Regions from separate parts of the Mus musculus genome. Here all the other regions are linked to region 2. The links are chromatin contacts, called in public HiChIP or PLAC-seq and Micro-C maps. All regions are on one chromosome and are shown on one strand. Each heading gives the region's core, a stretch centred on a gene start, on an enhancer-like site or on the middle of the called end of the contact. The rest is flanking DNA. Distances are from core to core; before and after follow the strand shown. Region 1 holds the start of Gmeb2 (glucocorticoid modulatory element binding protein 2). Region 2 overlaps Ythdf1 (YTH N6-methyladenosine RNA binding protein 1). Region 3 holds the start of Tcfl5 (transcription factor-like 5 (basic helix-loop-helix)).

Region 1 (3,417 bases), core at 687-3,186, 380 kb after region 2:
GTGTACCACCACTGCCTAGACAGAAGTTAATTTTATCACAGTAATTGTTACTGACTAGCATTCACCAAGCAGCACATATCCTCCTGCCTCAGCCTTTTGAATGCTGGAATTACTGATGTGCACCACCACCACACCTAGCTCCAAACCTCAACAACTGGAAGCTCTTACTCTTATGAACTTCTGCTAGAAAGCATAATGCTAAGCTTTTCAGATTCCCCTTGTTAATTACCACCTGTAAATATGCCAATCAATGATCTTGGTTCTGGGCGGAACCTGGGTCTCTGGAGGATCCCTAAGGGCCAAAGGAAAGTAAAGGTTGACTTCCAGGCTACTAATCATCAATAACATCCAATCCCTGTACTACCCTGACCCAAAGACCCAAGAAACCAAGAAATATAAGCTGACTAAAACCAAGGATGATCGCATGGAAACCTTCACAAAGAAAAAGAAGCAAGAAGAAACTAGGGGCCATTTTCCAAAATAATCACAAGCTATTAAGAATGAGTCCTACCCAGAGGCAGGTAGATTTCTCATCATCTACAGCCTCATCTACAAAGTGAGTTCCAGGACAGCCAGGGCTATACAGAGAAACCCTGTCTCTAAATAAATAAATAAATAAAGTCCTAGGTTAGTTCCAGGTCAGTCTTAAATATTTTTTCCCCTCTCTCCTTTTGTCATTCTGTATGTCTTGGAACTCATTCTGTAGACCAGGCTGACCTTCAACAACATCTGCATCTGTTTCCCACATGCTCGGATTATGGCCTCAGTCTAGATACTAAGACTGTCTAGGAAGGCAGGGAGGAGGGAAGATGAAATGTAGGGACTAGTAAACCTTACCATAAGGCAGGCCCATTCCATGAGTTGGTCTCCTGGCACAGAAGGGACACCTAAATATCTTTTCAGGTAGGTCACAAAGTGGGTTAATCTATGGCCTAGGTTTGTTTTTCTCAGTCACATACGCACATACACTGACATGTTTGTTCTTGGCACTCTCCATTTTATATCCAAATGGTATGTATGTATGTGTACTCCAGGATGTCTTCCCAGAAAGCTTTCCATATTTCCTATGAAGAAACAAACTAGACAGGTAGTCATATTATCGATTTAATTTTAACTTATTAAGAATGATAATTTGAAACTGTTGGGTTTGAAATGTTTTCAAGACAGAGAACATTGGCTCAGCAGTGAAGTAACCAACTAAATACCTAAAAATGTCACCAATCGTGACTAAAACTGGGCCAACCGATTCGGTTCCCAGCAATAAGATTATCCACTCAAAATAATTCCCTCCAACCACACAGTTCTACAAATGGGTCCCCATCAACGTGGTTCCCATCTGACAGGTCCACCCTGACATGGTTCCACTGATATCAAGTACCTATCCTGATGATCCTGGCCTCTAGATTCAGTTCCAAGCCAGGGGTTCAGCAATACGGGTCCCACCCATGAGTCGTTCCCAATCTTTCCACCCGCCCTCAGGAACCCGACCCATCTGGTGCCCACCGATGGGTCCCAAACACCACCACTCCCGCCTAACCGCTCCCCACTCCTCCAGCCCCTTCCGCCTCGGCTTTCACGGACGACCCGACCCTGCCTCTGGCGAGGCCAAGATGGAGGCCGGAAGCGAGCCGCCTTCGCGAGCCCTCCCGCCAGGCGCCCGCGCCCGCCCGCCAGCCTGACGCCGCCGCGCCTGACGCCGCCGCCGCCCTCGCGCGCCCGCCGCCCCTCCCCCGGCCTCCCCTCCCCCCGCCGTAACGTCCTGACGCTCCGCAGGGACCCCTGACTGGACGGCGGCGCGTGAGCGGCGCGAGAAGCCTCGCCGCGGGGGTGCGCGGGCGCGCCGATGCCGCTTACCTGGGCCCACACGGGCCTGCTCCGGCGCCCGGCTGTGACGGGTGCGGCGGCGGGTGGTGGCGGTGGCGGCCGCAGCCTTCGCTCCTTGTTGGGGATTCGGCGGCGGCGGCGGCGGCGGCGGCGGCTCGGGCGCGCGCTTCCTAGTGACGCAACACCGAGGCCGCGCACGCACGGGCCGGGCGGGCCTGGAGACTTATTTGGCGCCCAGCGCGGAAGCGAACAGTGTGGTGAGATACTGCCCCCGTAGGACTCTTGTGCGCCTGCGCGTGTGGTCTGCGTGCCTGCCCAATTAGGTGTTCTGTGGTTCAGGCCGAGGTTTGTAGTCCTGGCGTTTGGGCTCCACTAGGGAACCGAGTATCCCAGGTGTGTGCTTTGCAACCCAGCCTCGGCCTTGCAGTGACACTGTCCTAAAACTCATGTGCGGACGTTCTTAACCATTTCTGACAGAATCGTGTTTCTTTTTTTTAAAATTGAAGGCATTGCGAATTTGCTTTTTCAAACTACTCAGTGCGGAGCGGTGTTTTCACGAAGTTGACCAACTGACATTGCAGCGGGTAGTCCAACATGATTTAAACTTTTTTTTTTTTAAACGGACTCGCTATGTAGATCAGACTGACTTGGAACTCAAAGAGCCCCGAGTTCTGAGATTAAAGTGTGTATCACCATGCCCGGCCCATTATTTAAAGTTTTAAATGAAATTTAAAAGTTAAGTGTCGGGGTTGGGGATTTAGCTCAGTGGTAGAGCGCTTGCCTGGCAAGCACAAGGCCCTGGGTTTGGACCTCAGCTCTGAAAATAAATAAATAAATAAGACAAAAAGTTAAGTGTCTTAAGTATCTTGGAGCCATAAAAGTCTCATGGAGGGCCTTGGGTGCCCGAAGAATTTCTTTTATTTTTCTAACTTGTAGGGAAGGTCGCGTATTTAAGGTAACCAACATTTATTAAGTTCCTTACAGTTGAAAGCCAAAGACAAGCAGTTCTTGTGTGGTTCAAAGGTAACATCAGGTCCTGTCAAAATGAGACTTGTTTATCTTGGCCCTGGTGGAGCCTGGGCACCCTGTTAGACATTGTAGTCTTGGCAGTAAAACCCTTACCTTCCCCACCACCCCTTGCTTTCAAGCAGCTGAAGACAGCCAATTCTAAGTGCCAAGCCAGCTCTCAGAATGTGATCACTAGAATTAAGGGCTTCAGGATCCCTGCTCTGCCCATCTTAGAATCCTTAGAGTAGAAATGGATGTCTGCTTGGACGGGAACAAGAGTTCACTGTTAACAGGGTGGCAGCTAGAATGGGAAACTAACAAGCAACATTTTCACGTAATTAACACTGTAAATAAGAGACTTGCACTTTCACTCTGAAGGAGATGAGGAAGTCTTTGTCATTGCTGTTTGTTTTGGTTATGTGAGTTTGTCATTGCAAAAATAAATGCTAATGAGATCAAATGGTCTGGCTAGAGAAGAGCTGGTGGCCAGTCTGAGCATTTGTTCAGGGAAGCTGAAGAATGTAGAAGACCACCACCATCGTTGGAGGCATGCATAAGCTCTCCCAGCTTGAGTCTAGCAGATGT
Region 2 (3,767 bases), core at 226-2,725:
GGCTGCTGAACAGCTCGTCCACCTCTGTCAGCTTCACATTCTTACATAGTTGGGGACTGAATTCCAAGTCCTACATGGAGCTATGAAAGTTTCTCTGTCCCTTTAGTACCCAGGAGTAAGCAAAACTGCAGCCCTTGGCTTCCACTGCTTAGAGCAGACCCCATAGATTTTCAGCTATAAGAGAGAGACAAGGCACATATAGCAGGGAAAACAAGAACACACAAGCTTGCTCAACAGGTGTTTATTAAGGCTTGTATTCTCCTAGAGGACAGGTATCCGATGTTGTCCACGACTCCGTACAGGCAGTAACAGCTCGAGGAAGTGACACGTTCTAAATACAAGTCTAAATAATACAGCTTAAATGTTAACTCAGAGGGTCTTTTGGAGTAAATAGTTTCGGAAGGTATCTGCTCTCTAAGACAGTAAAGATCCTCTACAGTGGGCGCGTGCAGATTCAGTATGCGAGGGCGTCGGGCATGAGCACCACTTTCATGCTAAACTCCAACTCCAGATGGCGGTGAGCTCCTCCGAGGCTCCTCATTCCACAAAACATGATAGCAAATTTGTTTTCTAAAGGATTTTTTGTTTTTTTGCTTTTTTCACCCATTCAACAGAAAAAAAAAATAGACACACAGTGAAATTTACAGTCGGCAGCAGCATCCATCACACTGCCTGTACTATCAGATTCCTACAATTAAAGCTTAGCGTTACTGGTATAAAAACTTAAGACAGCATCAGGATTCTCTAGAGAAGAAAGAGGACAACTAAAAATGATCTACGAACAACTAAGAATGTCGCAAAGCTGAACCAGACTTAAAACACCTTCTAGTTCCTTGCCACAGAGCCCAAACCTCATGCAGTGGCAGACGGTGGCAAGGAGAACTGGAGCACCGCTCTGTGTGGGCACTAAACTATGGACAGCTTGCCCATAGACAGCTGTGAGCACACTTAAAACTAAAAGTTATTTGTCTAGTAGGAAACTCAAAAGGGCAGGTCAGCAATATGATGGATACCACAGATAGTAAAATGGCAAGCCACTTCAGTACTGTGAAGAGACATCAACAGCACATGCTGAATGGGCTTTTTGTTTGCTGTAAAGCAGGAGAGGACAAGAAATATGAAGTATCCTATAGGGATATTAAATGGCTAGATATAAGAATAAGAACATAATTTCTGCCAAAATAAAAATATCTTTGGGATGTATTAGGTGTTTTGTTTTGAAGAATATTTATATTTTGCATTAGGTCAATCTGACTGATAAGCTGACAAACAAAATACTCCTTTATTAGTGAGTTCTACAATATTATAATACATAGAAAAATACAAATGAATGCAGATCCATCTGGCAAAAATGAACTACAAAGATAAAGATGCAACAATCAACCCCGCACGAGGACGACACTGGAGCTGACTCGGAGACAGCACCAAGCATACAGCTTTAAAACTCTGTTTTCAAAGTCAACCATTAACCAAAAACAAACTGGCTTGTTCTTATTGTTTGTTTCGATTCTGTCTTTCCTGTAAAAAGAAGAGAAGAGGTTATAAGTTCATGAAGCACTTTGATTTGCAGATGAAGGCCCACAAAGTCGAGGCCTCAGGCCATTTTGTTAGCTGCAGCAAAAGGGGATGTGTGCTTGTCTGGTCTGTCCCTGCGGATCTAGTTCTGAACTACCAAGCAGCCTGGTCCCACAGACCAGGGCAGGAGCCACCATATGCTGTCCTATCCTTTCTCAAGACCCTCTGCACAGAAGTTACAGAGACATGTCCAATCATGTGTCTTCTGCCCACTCATCCCATGCCTCCCCTCCCCCAACCCAGCCAGCTCTCCCTCATGTGCCAATCATCCCAGTGAAAAAACAGTAGAACAACAAAAGCACCTGCACCCCAGGGAGGGACCAGCATGCACAGGGCAGGCACTCTAGCATGCCTAGTACAAAGGAATTATTTTTCTAAATTTCTTTAATTTTGACAAACCAATCACTCAGAAAATACCAAAATTTGACAGGCTATAAGTAAGCTCCAAGTCAGGACCAAGTATGATAGGAAGACAAGCTAGATCCACCTCGTTTAAGCCCTTCCCATCAGCTCAAGTTTCCTCTGTGGCCTCCAGCAGTACTGACAAAGTCCTCAACTGAACTGACTTCCTACATCCACAGACAGCTTCCTATCCCCAGCATGCATGTCACAGCAACCTGGAATTTACACCCAGTCTTCATGTCTGCCTAGCTGGTTTCTGATCAGTGCGTCCCATCTAGTAGCTACCTTGTCTCTCTAGCAATTCATCTAAATTCAGCCAATAACAAGGTGTCTCTGATGCAAGGAGCATGCACTACATACACAATGTTCTGTCCTAACCCTTTTTGGACCCACTGTACAGTAGTCACATATCTGTCTATCTGTCATACCCACACACACACACTCCCATCATCCCCAGTCTCCCTCATGTACCACTGTCATGCTATCTGAGAAAGTGCATAAATACAAAAAACTACATTCAGGTTAAAGGTTCAGTACCCAGCATGGTCATCCTAGGTGTGAACTGAGAAAGCTGTCTGTAGAATACCTATACAGTTACTGTAGTTTGTAATTGCTTACTTTAGGCTTGGTTTTGAGACAATGTTTCATGTACTTAAGGGTGGTCTTGAACTGATCCTTCTGCCCACACACACCTCTTAAGCACTGGGATCACCAGCACATGCTACTGTGCCTAACTACACCTGAGCCAAAATCTGTACTTTCCTTTGGGGCTAGCCTGGACTAAACAAATGCCAGCCACAGCAACGACTACCACCCAAAGTCCAAGGTGAGGCTTCTCACCCAGATCAATGAGTAGGAGGATCACTAGTAAGAATTCATAACCTTCTACCCTGAGGTGCAAAGAGAAAAACTCTTTTCAAGCAGAAGCCTGTCTCCCTAAAGTGCAATGGCTGCTATTAAAGCAGCTGGAGGAGGGAGACAGTGTCTGGCTCCTTTAGCCTTCAGTCCTAGCACATACCCCAGCACACAATACATGTGTAAAATGTAATGAGTAAAACCAAATTTAAATGGAAAAAAGAAAGTATCTGAGACCCTGTCTCAAAAACAAACAAAATAACCAAAATAACAGGTGTAGAGGTGGCCTTCAATTCGAAAGCCCAGGAGGCAGAGAGGTACATGGATCTCTGTAAGTTCAAGACCAGCCATAGCTATATAGTGAGACCCCATCTCAAAACAACAAACATTAAAACAAAACAAAACAACAACCACCAAGGTGTCAGGCTGGAGAGATGGCTCAGTGTGGTTAAGAGCACTGACTGCTCTTCCAGAGGTCCTGAGTTCCATTCCCAGCACCTACATAGTAGCTCACAACTATCTATAACAGGATCCAAAGCCCTCTTCTGGTGTGTCTGAAGACAGTGACGGTGTAGTCACATACATAAAATACATAAATAAATCTTTAAAACAAAAACAAGGTATCAAAGTAGGACTTGGAGGCCAGCTTGGACTATAAAGTGAGTTCCAGAACAGCCACAGCTACACAGAGAAACCATGCCTTAGAAAAATGAAAGAAAGGAAAGAAAAATTAGCATATTTTCCTATTTATAGTTGGATAAGAAAACTCTGAAAAGGAAACTGAAAAATGTTAGCTATGTTTTGCTTTCTTTTTTTTTTTTTTTTAAAGATTTATTTATTGTATATGAGTACACTGTCACTGTTTCAGACACACCAGAAGAAAGCATTGGATCCAATTACAGATGGTTGTGAGCCACCATGTGGTTGCTGGGAAT
Region 3 (3,735 bases), core at 1,022-3,521, 260 kb before region 2:
TGGTGCTTGGCAGCTTCCAGTATAGAGCATGAGTTACTAGAACTCTGGAAAAAAAAATAATAGGAATTTTATCAATATCAGCTCTTTACATAATGAGCAAAATGCACTCAACAGAATTATGCTCAAATTTTCTGAAAAACTTTTACCTTTAAAAAAAAAGATTTGAACTATGTATCTGTGTGAGTTTATGCATATGACTATAGGTGTTCCTCCTAAAGCTGAAGTTAACAGGCATTTGTGAGATGGGAACAACCTAGGATCTTATATTAGAATAGCTCTTCTATTAGATCTTAACCACGGAGCCATCTCTCCAACCCTGTTATTAGGTGTCTTAGTAGCTCCTAACAATATGAGTATTTCAACTTAAAAAGGTCACCAAGAGGTACTTAAAAACAAAAATCCTGGGACAAGATCACACTAACTTACTAGCTCTGCATTTAACACAAATGAAGCAGCTCTACCTGCGTCTGTGCAAGGCTGGCATTCCCACCAGTGGAGCAGGCACTTGTAAACAGTGGGTAGGTGAACTGCAAAGCAGTAGTGGCAGCAGCAGTTTTATTTTTCACTAAGGTCGTACATTTGTTTTGTTGCTGGTGAAGAGGAACATTCATTAATTCAGATGGATGTCGAATAAGAGTTACCAAACTGCCAAGACAAAAGAAAACCCAGAAACCTGAGGAATAGGTGGCAGAGAGGCTCCCAAAACATTGCCATCACCCATTCACCACTAACTCTTGTCATGCTAGACTCTGCCCTGATTCTCAAATGGTCCTGGACATGGCCAAATGATCCACTGGCCCATGGCGCTGGTGAAGTCCATTGTCTCCTCCCTGCCTGCAGCACTCCCGGATACCAATTTGTCATCCTTAAAATCTGTCAAGGATGGTCAAAGACCAGGACAGCCAGAGTGGAAAACTGCGGAGTCAGTGTCTTCAATAGGAGTCAGTGTCTTCAACAGCTACCTGGGAGGACACTTAAGTGGGCCAGGAGCCGCCACACATTTCAGCTTAATCTTAAAACTCTCTCCTTTCCCCACCACAAGTCCACATCTGTAAGCCTCTATCCCAAATCTGCACCAGAGGCTTAGCAGCTTCCCATGCCAATCAGGAGGGAGACAGGAGCAAAGAGAACAGTTCCTAGACCTCTTCCTCTCCTTTTGGGGGCGCAGAGAGAGACCAAAAGTTCACAACCCCCAAGGTACTCCTTAGAATTGCCACCTAGCACTTGTATAGAGTACACCCTCCAGATCACCTTCAGGTGATTCAGAACAGACCGGCCTCAGACCCCTATCTAGTACCCAGACTGCCTGCCCCTTTACACTGGCCCTCGCAAGTACAAGACCTGCCCTGGCCCTTGTGTACACGCAGACACCGCAAACAGCCCTGCTGACCCCGTCCAGATATCCTCCCCGACCCAACAGGTGGCCCTGCTGGAGCCCTTCAGATATCCACCCAGATGAGGCAGATGCCCAGAAGGACTGACCCCACCAGCCTACACCAGCTCTGCAATCAGGCCCCTCCTTCCCCGACGCCCCCGCGCCTGCGCCCCGCACGCACTTGTTGAGCGCCACGCCCGACTCGGCGGGCTCAGCACCGCGCGGCGCAGGCGGCTCGGCCGGCATACTGTTGAAGCGGTCCTCCAGACGGACGCGTACGGTCGGCTTGGCCCGGGCCTCCGGTGCGCCGTCGGGCCCCGCACCGCCCGCGCCTTCCTTGGCCACGCCGTCCGCCCGCGTCCGCGTCCCGTCCGCACCGCCGGGCGTCTTCTCCGCCGCGCCCGCCTCGCCCAGCAGCATCATACGCAGCTCCTGGAAGTCGACGTGGCCCAGGCACGGCGCGTCGGCCGCCAGCGGCGGGCACAGCACTGGGTACACGGGCGGCGCCGGCGCCAGCGAGCCCGCCGCGCCCGAGCCCGCGCCCGGGCCGGCCAGCAGCGCGGAGCCCAGGCGCGCCTCGAGCTCGCCGTCCGCCGCCTCCATGTGCGAGTAGAGGATGTGCTGCAGCTGCGTGTACTCCACTTCCGTCATCTCCACCAGGCTCAGGTCGGTGGTCGTGAAGCTCAGCCCCGGCTCTCCCAGCGCCGCGTCCCCGCCGCCCGCGCCCTCGGGGCCCGCCTCGCCGCCCGTCGCGCCCGCCTCAGGCGGCGGCTCCCGCGGCCCGGGGCCCGACATGCCGGCGCGGCGCGGCCCAACGGCGGGGCGCGGGCGCGGGGACGGCGACGCAGACGCGGGCGGGCGGCGAGGCGGGGTCGCGGCCTCCGCAGACGACGCGCCGGCCACCGCGGGCGCGCCGTTGGGGGAGGGAAACCGCTGAGCACCTCAGGAGCAGTGCGCCTGCGCAATCCCGCCCACAACGGTAACCCCACCCCTTTTGGGCCACGCCCCTCCGTTACCCGCCGACCCCCAGCCAACTGCCCGCCCGCTTGCCCCGCCCCCGAATCCTCCCCCCCCCCCAGTGGCCTTGAGTTCAAACCATGGACAGGCCACGCCCCGCGTGGCCACGCCCAGTTTAATCACACCCTCATAAAGACACGCCCACTGCCCCCAAGTTGGCCTTAGGCTGGTCCCCTCCCTGGTCAGCTGCTCCCTGCCCACTTGCCAGGAGCTTGCTACTTGATGCTCCCCATTCCCTACTTAGCCCAGTCTTGCATCTTCCTAGCCATGCCTCTGCAGTGCTACCATGCTTTTTATTAGCTGTCCCCAGCCCAGCCCTTGTTCACCCACTTTGGGTGCTTTATGCAATATGCACTCCAGGTTTCCATTCTATTTCAGTCAAGCTGGGGATTAGACCTAGGGTCTCACATATGCTGAGCTATCTTTCTACCTGCAGAGAAAGCATCAACTCTTTTATACCCAGCAAAGATAGCACCACCATATAACTTTATATCCAGTGTCTGAGTTAGGGTTTCTTTTGCTGTGGTAAAACATGACCAAAATCAGTTTAGGGAAGAAAGGGTTTTCTCTTGACACTTCAATGTAACAATCACTGAAGGAACTCAGGGCAATAACTTAAGCAAGGCGGGTACTGGTGATGGAGAAGCCATGGAGGAGTGTTTCTTACTGTTTTTGTTCCTCATGGCTTGCTCAACCTGCCTTGTTTTGTTTTGTTTTTGTTTTTCGAGACAGGGTTTCTCTGTACAGCCCTGGCTGTCCTGGAACTCACTTTGTAGACCAGGCTGGCCTCAAACTCAGAAATCTGCCTTCCTCTGCCTCCCAAGTGCTGGGATTAAAGGCATGTGCCACCATGCCCAGCTCAACCTGCTTTTTTATAGCAGTACCTCCAGCCCAGGAGTGGCACCATCCACAGTGAGGTGAGCCCACCCACAGCAATTGCCAATCAAGAAGATGCACCACAGGCTTGCCTGCAAAGATAGTGTCATAATTGTATACCTAAGGTGATGGTATCACCTCATAATTCTATGCCTTGCAAAGCTATTTTTAAAACAAGACTGACACTGTGGCCAGACTGGCTTCAAACTTGGGGTGATCCTCTTAACTCAGCCTCTGGATACTGATATTGGAGGTATCTTTTTCCTAATATACAAAATGTAAATAAGCCTAGGATAGAATTCAGAGATAGATGTGTGAGGTCCCAGGTTTGATCTCCAGCATTGGAAGAAAAGTCAAATGGCTATCTTATTACTAGTAGACCTGTACTAAAGGAGATCATACACAAGGAAGGTATAAATTTGGATCTCTACAGCCCAAGGAAGACCTGGATAGATTGAAAATGCTCA

The links. A called contact is a pair of places that touch in the nucleus more often than the background predicts. HiChIP or PLAC-seq counts read pairs in DNA pulled down with a chosen protein or histone mark.
Region 1: a contact with region 2 is called in an H3K4me3 HiChIP or PLAC-seq map of embryonic stem cells, with 3 times the contacts expected there. The contact joins the promoter of Gmeb2 here to the enhancer-like site in region 2. A contact is called at or near these places in 9 of 39 promoter capture datasets (the 3T3-L1 cell line, 3T3-L1-derived adipocytes, the HPC-7 cell line and 5 more), 1 of 484 Hi-C or Micro-C datasets (embryonic stem cells), 3 of 115 datasets of contacts at active chromatin or transcription factors (embryonic stem cells and extraembryonic endoderm stem cells) and 2 of 9 other capture datasets (adipose tissue and pancreatic islet).
Region 3: a contact with region 2 is called in a Micro-C map of embryonic stem cells, with 2.1 times the contacts expected there. The contact joins the promoter of Tcfl5 here to the enhancer-like site in region 2. A contact is called at or near these places in 3 of 39 promoter capture datasets (frontonasal cranial neural crest, liver and stem cell-derived epiblast-like cells), 3 of 484 Hi-C or Micro-C datasets (the HL-1 cell line and embryonic stem cells), 1 of 115 datasets of contacts at active chromatin or transcription factors (embryonic stem cells) and 1 of 9 other capture datasets (pancreatic islet).

What each region holds. Positions count from the first base shown.
Region 1 is chr2:181,286,030-181,289,446 of GRCm38.p6, forward strand. Gmeb2 (glucocorticoid modulatory element binding protein 2) reads right to left here and starts at 1,937. Exons shown (of 10, transcript NM_198169.2): 1 at 1,855-1,937.
Region 2 is chr2:180,904,151-180,907,917 of GRCm38.p6, forward strand. Ythdf1 (YTH N6-methyladenosine RNA binding protein 1) reads right to left here. Exons shown (of 5, transcript NM_173761.3): 5 at 227-1,518. The coding sequence ends at 1,492. Among named protein-coding and RNA genes, the nearest start is that of Mir124a-3, 12 kb to the left of the region's middle. Within about 2 kb of position 1,476, at least 12 of the 459 cell types and tissues checked have an H3K27ac peak or open chromatin away from gene starts, as enhancers often do. A contact at or near this core is called in embryonic stem cells, liver and pancreatic islet, where this site is marked.
Region 3 is chr2:180,640,420-180,644,154 of GRCm38.p6, forward strand. It overlaps Tcfl5 (transcription factor-like 5 (basic helix-loop-helix)), which reads right to left and starts at 2,272. Exons shown (of 6, transcript NM_001360335.1): 1 at 1,557-2,272; 2 at 462-645; 3 at 1-44. The coding sequence starts at 2,170.